Linked DNA regions of Hordeum vulgare: region 2 is linked to region 1. A link is a contact called in public Hi-C data. All regions are on one chromosome and are shown on one strand. Each heading gives the region's core, a stretch centred on a gene start, on an enhancer-like site or on the middle of the called end of the contact. The rest is flanking DNA. Distances are from core to core; before and after follow the strand shown. Region 1 holds the start of LOC123448977 (DNA (cytosine-5)-methyltransferase CMT2-like). Region 2 holds the start of LOC123446623 (cytochrome P450 72A397-like).

What was found. Hi-C and Micro-C count contacts between places; a contact is called where the count stands out from the background.
Region 2: a Hi-C map of seedling shows a contact between it and region 1, with 5 times the contacts expected there. The contact joins the promoter of LOC123446623 here to the promoter of LOC123448977 in region 1. A contact is called at or near these places in 2 of 6 Hi-C or Micro-C datasets (leaf and seedling).

The regions. Positions count from the first base shown.
Region 1 is chr4H:463,530,354-463,535,109 of MorexV3_pseudomolecules_assembly, forward strand. It overlaps LOC123448977 (DNA (cytosine-5)-methyltransferase CMT2-like), which reads right to left and starts at 1,942. Exons shown (of 21, transcript XM_045126037.1): 1 at 1-1,942. The coding sequence starts at 1,783.
Region 2 is chr4H:463,874,245-463,879,000 of MorexV3_pseudomolecules_assembly, forward strand. LOC123446623 (cytochrome P450 72A397-like) reads right to left here and starts at 2,043. Exons shown (of 4, transcript XM_045123194.1): 1 at 1,433-2,043; 2 at 1,093-1,337; 3 at 596-980; 4 at 1-487. The coding sequence starts at 1,969. The coding sequence ends at 62.

The sequences.
Region 1 (4,756 bases), core at 692-3,191:
CCCCCACAAAACAACAGGATTCATTAACACTATCCACCATCTCCGAATCAACCAATTTCTTATCCAAGATGACTTTGGGACTATTGCTTGGATCTGGCATCATTGTGACAGTTGGCGACTCACAAATTGAGCCACTATTTTTCTTTGTCCTCTTCAAATTTGGCGAGCATTTACCTGTCGATACCCTCGTCCTCTTTGCCTTTGGAGGCCTAGAAGATTTTCCATCGTGCTGTTGAGACATCTCACTGACCACGTGCGACTCCGCACTCATTAACACTGCATTGCACGGTAAAATGGCAGTACTGTCCACTTTGTCCGATGGCAAGCAGTTCCCAGGGTCAAGATCGTCAAGATCACACTTGCTAGGTCGTACATGAGGATAAGACTCTGCTTTATGCGTTGAAGGTTCACTGTCTACCACTGGCGAAATAGGTGGTACCCTGTCTGAATCCACCGATGATGTCTTTAAAGCCGTCTTAGTCTTCCTTGGGGCGCGAACAGAGACTCCGCCGCGCTTGGCGCACCTATAATTCACCGCTGGTAAAGCCACCACAACCTGATTACTGAGACCACCTCCTTTGTTCTCATGGCCATTGGAGGTGCTTTGCATCTTAACATTTTCTGGTGATCTATGCTGTTCCACCCTGTTGCGCAAGTCAACTGTGTCCGGTGTAGTGGTAGTCCCTTTGATCGGCCTATCAACTGTGGCCGGTGCAGTAGTGGTGGCCTCTTTGATCGGCTTATCCACTGTGTTTGGTGCAGTAGTGGTAATCTCTTTGATCAGCTTATCAACTGTGTCTGGTGCAGTAGTGGTGGTCTCACTGATCGGCTTAGTGGTGGATACAGAAAGGTTGTGCCTTACAGAGCTTCTTCCCAGGTCTGAGTCCACAGGGCGCCGTTTGGAGGATCTAAATGAGCCTGCTTTCGGTTCTGAAGGAGTGGCATTTGCTGCCGCCGTGGTCTTCGCAATCCTCCGTGATCCCCGAAGGGATGTGTCATTTGTACTGGTAGCAGCTGAAGTACCACAACCATGGGCATTCGCCTCGGGGTCATACTCTGCGTTCAAATCAACAGCAGCCATGCTTGCTGAGGCAATATTCTCTGAAAAAGGAGAGAAATACTTGGGAGCCTCCACCAAATCGTCATCATCCGGCGGAAGTTGTGGAGGCGACGACGTGGTGTTCAGCGTGCACGTCGGTGCATTCTCCTCTAGATTGGCTTCCAACCAAGACCCCCGTGGTGACGGAGGAGACCCCGGCACCGGCGTAGTGTCAGAGAGGAACACGAGCTTTTCCCGCATGTCTACAGCAACAGGAGTAGACGGAGATTCCGGCATATGTGAATAATCATCGAGGTGTTCGAGCGGCCTCACCCCTGGAGCGCCTTCCGAGGAATCGGATGCTGGGGGCTCGAACTCCGCGAAGCCCGGCGCCGCGGTGGGCGGGGATGGCGCCCGGGTCGTCGCCGACACGCCCTCGCCGGCGACGAGCCCCGTTGACCTCCACTCGGCGCCGTCCCAGGGCCCTCCTCCGTCGTCCACCAGGGGATCCGGGACCGCTGCCGCGGCGGCGAACTCGGCGCCGACGTCGAAACCCCTGGGCGGCGACCACATGGGCTCCAGCTCCTCCGGGGTGCCGAAGAGGAGCGACCACAAGGGTTCCAGCCCCGCGCTGAACTCCCCCGCCGGCTCCTCTCCGTCCGCCCCAGCGTCGGCCGCCGGGGAGCCATCGGCGACCGGAGGCGGGGAGGGAGGCGAGATGGGGTTGTGGGGCGGAGTTTCCATGGGAGTACGGGGCTGACTGGACCGAGCAACCAAATTAGGTAAAGTCAATCGATGTGGCCAGAGCTCAGTACAGTAGTCAGTTCACAACCCGAGTTGCTTCCTGGATCGAATTCCTTTTTCAGGTAACTTTCGGATTTAGCTGTTTTTCTGGTGAGTGTTCCATTGATAGAGCTCTCAGACAACTTAATTTTCAACGAGGTCAAGACTACGTCTGAAGAATAGGAGACTATGGTATTAGAATGTGGGTCAACAGATGGATTATGGACGTGTTTGATTACCTGTCTCACTTTTTTCCTTTTTGCGTGTGTCTTAATTGGACCTGGCTATGTAAAACAGGTCAAAAAAAATCATCCATATATAGTTTGATTGTATGTATCATCACGTCGCAACACTCGATCGATCAGCTCTAGTTCCACGAGTTCCAAGGCATCGGCAATCGAGGTTGTTCTTCTCAAGGTGTTTGGTATTGTCCGAGATGAACTTGCGATCACACATGGGGCTCTTGGTCAGCTCCGGGAATGTTTGACTCGCCTCTGCAGGAGAAGCATCTACGTACCATTGCAGCGATCTTTGGCAAGTCTCTGCCCATGGAGCTGGGTATGAAGAGACATGCGATGGTAGCTACTTAGATTTGGTGGCTTGGCCTGGAGTTGTTGACATTTTTTATGTCACGAGCAAAGTTAGATTTGGTGAGCTGAAATATTCGTGGTTTGAACAGTCCGACGAAGAGAAAAGCGCTGAGAGAATTTATAGATTCCTTTAAACCGAGGATATGTTACATCGAGGAGTCCAAACTTGATGTAGTTGATCAGTTTATAATTATGCAATGCTTTGGGCCATCGTATGATGGCTTCTCGTACTTACCGATCGTTGGGACCAGGAATGATATCATTTTGGTGTGGAATTCCTCGGTGGCACACATATCTAATCATGTGTGTAATACAAACTTCATCACAACCTATGTGCAGCCAATGGAGGGCTCGTCTTGGTGGCTATGTGTGGTTTACGGACCGCCAGAAGACCAGGAAAAAAATCTTGGAGGAGCTTTCGGCACGGCACCTGCTTTGTCCTCGCCCGTAGCTTGTGATTAGAGATTTTAATCTCATTTTGCAAGCGGATGGCAAGAATAATACCAACCTGGACACGAGGATGATGAGCAAGTTTAGACGATTCGTGGATTCCAACGGCCTTAAGGAGCTCTTGCTGCATGGATGCACGTTCACTTGGAGTAATGAAAGAGAGGTGCCCACGCTCACAAAAATTGATAGAGCGTTGGTATCGGTAGATTGGGAGCTGGACCACCCGGATTGTGTGTTGCAGGTGTAAGGGCATATTTCTACCTTGATGGTTTTGGTGATTGATGACAATACTTTTGCGGACTAATCGTGTGCACTAAGCCTTTCAAGTATTTCCTCATTTGGCACAAAGATGATTCATGCCCCTCGATGTATTGATATGAAGACGGCTTTCTCTCTTACGTTTCATTATGAGTGGACTTGAGTCATAAGAAAAGTCGTACTATTAAGAGAGGGTCTGCCTCGGAAAAGTCTGGGTGGAATCATCACATAGACTTTCCCTCGCACCCTCTTTTTCGCATCAATGGAGCTTCTTTCCTTGCCCAACCCTACGCAGAAGGACCCAAGCGATAGTACCGCTCTCGTGAGCGGTACTACCTCTTATCATCGGTATTACTGCCCAGGCCGGCGGTAGTACCACTCTAGGGCGGAAGTAGCCCAGCTTGTACCGCTGGCTAGTACCGCTGCCCGTGGGTCTCGACACTTTTCGTGTAGGACTTTGCGGTTTCTGAAGCGGTAGTATAGGGCGGTAGTACCGCTTGTTATTATCGTGCTGGAAATCCTCGGTTCTTCTCGGGTGGGACCGCAGCTGATCCTGAGCGGATATAGTAGGCGGTACTACCTCTTATGAGCGGTAGTACCGCTCCGGCAGTACTACCAACCCCTGCTCTCCACTCAGATTGTTGCCCTCCGCCTGAGCGGTAGTACCGCTCACTCTGGAGCGGTACTATCTCTTATCATCGGTAGTACCGCTCCCAGGAGTGGTAGTACTGCTCTGGTACGGGCAAAACAAGTGGGTAACGGTTAGATTCTTTCCCCCACTATATAAAGGGGTTCTTCTTTCCACAGAACTTCACATTTCCCAACCATAAGCTCCATTGTTGCTCCAAGCTCCATTTTCGCCCGATCTTTCTCCCTACCCAACAAAACTTGTTGATACTCTAGGATTCGGTTGAGAGGGCCTTGATCTACACTTCCACCAAGAGAAATGTGATTCCACCCACTAATCCCTCGCGGATCTTGTTACTCTTGGGTGTTTGAGCATCCTAGACGGTTGAGGTCACCTCGAAGCCATATTCCATTGTGGTGAAGCTTCGCAGTCTTGTTGGGAGCCTTTTAATTCATCTGTGGAGATTGTCCCAACCTAGTTTGTAAAGGTTCGATCGCTGCCTTCAAGGGCACCACTAGTGGAATCACGGCACCTTGCATTGTGTGAGGGCGCAAGGAGAATACGGTGGCCTTAGTGGCATCTTGGGGAGCATTATGCCTCCACACCGCTCTAACAGAGACGTACTTCACCTCATGGGAAGGAACTTTGGGAACACATCCTAGTGTTCATCGGTTCCACTTGTGGTTACTTCTTACCTTTACTTGTATTAGTTACTTACTTGTTATTCTTGTTGCTAACATCATATAGGTTGCTCTCTTAGTTGTGTATTTAGACAACCTATTTGTTGCTAGAACTTAATTTTATTAAGTAAAGTTTAAAAATTATTAGTTTCCTATTCACCCCCCCCTCTAGTCAACCATATCGATCCTTACAATTGGTATCGGAGCCTCGTATCTTTATTAAGGATTCCACCACCCAAAGAGTATGGTTGACGACGAGGTTCGGGCTGTGGAGTTGCCCGAGGCAGTTGTTGCGAACTCGGTTCCTCGAGAGGACCTAAATGAGGCC
Region 2 (4,756 bases), core at 793-3,292, 340 kb after region 1:
GTAACACACACACAAAATTATCAAAGAAAATAGAAGCGTACACCACCAGATATGAAAGGAATCATATGAGCCCAAGCCTAATTTGCGCGCCATGCATTGGATGCAGCGTTACCATGGTATATGGTGCATGAGTATAGGATGAGGCAAGCATGAAGTCGAAGCTTTGAAGGATCATGCAAATCGCCATCTTGGCCTCAATAAGCGCAAAATTCTGGCCGATGCAAATCCTTGGTCCCCAGCCGAAAGGAAGAAACGCGCCTGAATTATTGGACGCTTTGGAGATCCCCTCAGCGAACCTCTCCGGCTTGAATTCATGCACATCGCTGCCCCAAATGTCAGGGTCATGGTGCATGAGTAGTACGGAGAGCTCAATCATCATGCCAGCTGGGTACGTTTTGTCTCCTATCATCACCTCCTTGCATGTCTTCCTGCTAAAATGGATGCTTGGGGGATACAACCGAAGAACCTCATAGAGGATCATGGTGACCTGCAAATTACAAAGACATAAAGCAAAGGGTCATATACGTATATCAAAGTTGGTGCCATCATATAGAGGATAAAAAATTTGCACTACTTCTGGCAAGTAAATATTTACCGTTTTAAGTCGGTTTAGGCCTTCGTATCCAGGTTTGCTTTTCCCAAACAAATCTAGGACCTCCTCCCTTGCACGGTTCTGCCACTCTGGGTGCATGCTTAGAACGATCATGGTCCATGTGAGTAGTACCGATGTTGTCTCCATTCCTGCCAAGAAGAACGTCTTGCACTCCTCGATGACATCTTCGATTGTCATCCCCATGTCGGATTGACCATTATTATCTATATGCATCATGTTTGACTTTAGCAATAAGCTAAGTAAGTCATCTTTGGTCCTTTCACCTTCCTTGATCGCTTTAGTTCTTTTCACAATTAAACTTCGTATAATCGATTCAATCTCGTTGTTCACCTGATACATCCTTCTATTGTTTGGGGTTGGCAAAGATCTGAAATATAGCGTGCACTTCCCGTTACAAAGAGTGTTATCAAGTGTAACTGTAAATTCAGTTCCCCCCAAAAGAAAGAAATCTGTAAATTCAGTTGGTAGTACTAACTCACAAGTAACCGGGAATAAGAATCCTCCGAATGTTTGTCACGAGGCGCTCTGCTTGCTCGGTTTGCAGCTGAAATATCTTCATTCCTTCAAGGTAGCTGCTGCCGAATGCGGTGCGAGAAATGACATCACCGGACAGGTTTTTGAGCTCCGGCCAAATATCGAGCTCGCGCGTACCATCAGAGCCGATGGACTCCGTCCATCTGCGGACCAACTCTTCACAGCACGCAGAAAACTCTGGCAGCATGCACTGCAGAATCGTACACGTTCCGTTCCACATGTCAATTGTATCGCAGCAAATGGTTCTCAGATAATATGCACTGAAACTGAAACTGAGATTGTTACCTTGATCTTCTCCAGATGGAACGCAGGGTTGAGGAGCCGCCTGTGCTTGACCCACTTATCGCCCTCGTGGTTCAAGAGGCCGTTGGCGAGCAGCCTCCACAGCGCCGGGAACTTGGGCTTCTCGAAGTGCCCAGACTTGTCGGACAGCACGCTCCTGGCAAGCTCGGGGTCGGCGATGGTGACCTTGAGGATTGGGCCGAACCACGAGAGGCTCACCTTGCCGTGCTCCCGGATGGAATCACAGAGGAGCGGTGCTACGCGAGGGGCGATGTCGTGGCACCGCAGCGGCAGCGGCCTCGACCAGGCGTCCTTGTTCCGCCGGCCCTGCTCCCTGAGGTCGCCGGTGAGGAAGCGGTAGCACGTGCCGCGGAGGCCCTTGGACCGGAGCTCCCGCTCGAGACACCGCGGCCGCCACCACAGCCGGTGCAGCAACCGGCAGAGCTGCCACAGGAGCACAAGGGTCAGGAGCAGGAGGAGGCTCGGTCTCCATCTCCATGGCACCGAGGCTGCAGTTGCCAAGAACGCTCCAGCAACCATAGCTCTCAAGTCTTGACTCGGGTGAAGAAAACCAGTAATAGAAGCTGATGTGATGTGATGCAGTTGAATGCACGGTACAGGCGTGAGGTTATATAGATGGATGGAGCTGCACATGTGCGCCATCAACATCATTTGGCCAGTAAGAGAATGATACTATGACCTTCAGTGTCAATACCAAAGCTGTCGCAGTCTCATCTGGACTTTGGCTTGGTGCTACGACGAAAAGACAGACGGACTATTCTACCCACCACCGCGCTTCCAGCGTCTACAACAGAGTTCTTGTATCCTCCCCAAACGTTCGAACGAACAACTGGTCAGTGTCGCCAACTCCAAACCATGTTCATTTTATCAATTTTGTCCCGTTGGGTCACGTAAAGGAGATAGCGGCCGACTTTTTATATGTTTTGTGTCGCCCTTACGTTCAACGGGCGAACACATTTCGTCCGGTCGCTTGAAATTTTTGCAAAAGGATAGGATACCGAAATTGACATCACAATTGTAGTTCATGTCATCGATCATAGTTTTTGTTGGTCAGAACGCCATGACTGACACACATGTTAGCCTACAAAATGATCAACCCTCGAAGTTTCATAGCCGGCAACAAAGCCAAAGGCCTGCACGCTTGCCAGATTTCAAAATGATGAACCCCCAAGGATTCACGCAGGCAACAAAGTCAAGGACCGGCATACACGTCAACGTACAAAAAAAAACTATCATAGTTCGTGAGAGTGACCTCTCTAGTTCATGCCGAACATCTCCTTTTGCTGCTTCTCGAACCAATTTCTTATCTTTGGGGATATGTTTGCCAAGTCCACAGTCATGAGTGCTAGCATCACCTTTTTTTCTTTGGTGTTGGCATTGGTGGCCTCGATCGTGAGCTTCTTCGCTTGGCCGGCCTCCTTCATGTCAAGCTTCCTCCTCTTGACGGCCTCCTCCATTTCGAGCTTCTTCGTTTGGAGCTTCAAATATATCTTCATTTGCTCTTTATTTTTTTGGCGCTTCCTCATCGTTCTTTATTTCCTTTTGAGTCTTCATGCCTTGCAAAGTTTCTTGCAAGAAGAAGGATGCTGCATCACGCTTCTCGTCAATTTTGGAGTTAGCCATGCCCCTCGGCCTCATCACCCCATCTTCAGCATTGGCTTGTTCTTACATCCGGCATTGAAGGCTTCCAAACTTTGGAATGCCTACACAATCAAAGAGAAGGCCACAATGTAATAGCAAATTACACAAGATCAAACAAACATGAACATAGGAATGAAAGAGCAAAAGATCATACCAAGTCGCCCACGCCAAGCACATCACAAAACTTGTTGTGTTCTTGTTGAATAAACCTCCTGACATGTCTGCAATGTATCGATAATTTATGAAGTATTCATGCCATATTTACCTATGTTTACAATACTTTCATATGGATTTGATGCATTTTATACGATTTAATTGGAATTAACCCGGACTAGCGATGTTTTCAGCAGAATTAATGTGGTGTTGTTTTTGTGCAGAAAATAAAAGTTCTCAAAATCACCCGTAACTTTTTGATAATTTTTTCTGGAACAAGCATGAAATACTAGAGCGAAGAACCACCAGAGAAGGGCCACCTTGTCGGAGATTAGTTTTGTGCCTATGGGAAAACCTCTCAAGAACCCGGTTCAAACGCTGGGGAATTGGGTGCACCTATGACCTCGGTTCTCTCCTACGACCATGGCTCACATGCGGAGAACAAGAAGGATGCCGGAGTTTTACCCAGGTTCGGGCCACCTTGCGGTGTAAAACTCTATTCCTGCTTTGTGTTCTTCTTCTCTGTTGTGTTGCACAAGTGTTATAATCTACAAGGAATAAGAAGAACTCTACAGGGGAAATGGGAACTCCACCATTAGTCCTCCTTCCTACGGTAGCTACGTGCCCCTCTTCTCTTTGTCATGGGCCTCTCTTCCCAAAATATTGGCGGGAAAAGGGCGACCACATGTCAACAATTTGAAGGTGGCAAGCATCCAAGCTTTCCAAACAAAGGTGGTCTTCGTCCCGCCAAAGGCGTCGTCCATGACGCACTCGTGGGCTCGCCGATGACGTCCGTACTGGCGCCATGTGTCACGTTGTCTCCTTGCACCAATTGGGTAAACTCGGAAATCGCCTTCGTGAGGGACAACTACATGGCATCCATTATCACCAAAGGGGAAAGATTCTTCTATGGTGCCCGCTGGCGTCGTCCTTGCCTCCTCTGCTGAAGCTGCACAATATCCATGTGGACCGCGGACCCTTGTGTGGCCAATATTGAACGACCCTTTTAAGTAGTGAGTCTTGCGGGGAGTGGCCTCTCAGGGAAGGCCTTGTGAGGCCTCTTGCTGGTGACGAACAAGCGTCTGGTGGGTCCCTCTTAGATAAAGGTCAATCCTCGCAAAGGCGGAGCCTCACGGGGTGCTTCCAAGTTGCTCAGTGGGCTAGATGCCGCACTGGGCCTTCTCCGCATGGACTACTGGGCCGGTGGTAGATGGGTCATGGTACCTTGGTTCCATTGAATTGACAGTAGCCCCAGGCCCGCGGCACGCACGTTTCACAAGTGAAGCATGAAACGACGCGGGTCGAAGCTCTGCGGGTCGTGACGAACAGCCGGGCCAGGAGGTGACGTGTGTCAGCCATGATGGGATGGGACGTACCCACTTCTCCCACGACGCCTCGGGAACTCCACATCTGCCTTAAAAATATCGTGCACGTCGGGCAAAACCATCTGTGCTTGCCTTTCGCCATATGCTTCCCTTGCGCACTACTTCTCCTTCCCTACGCATGCATCGC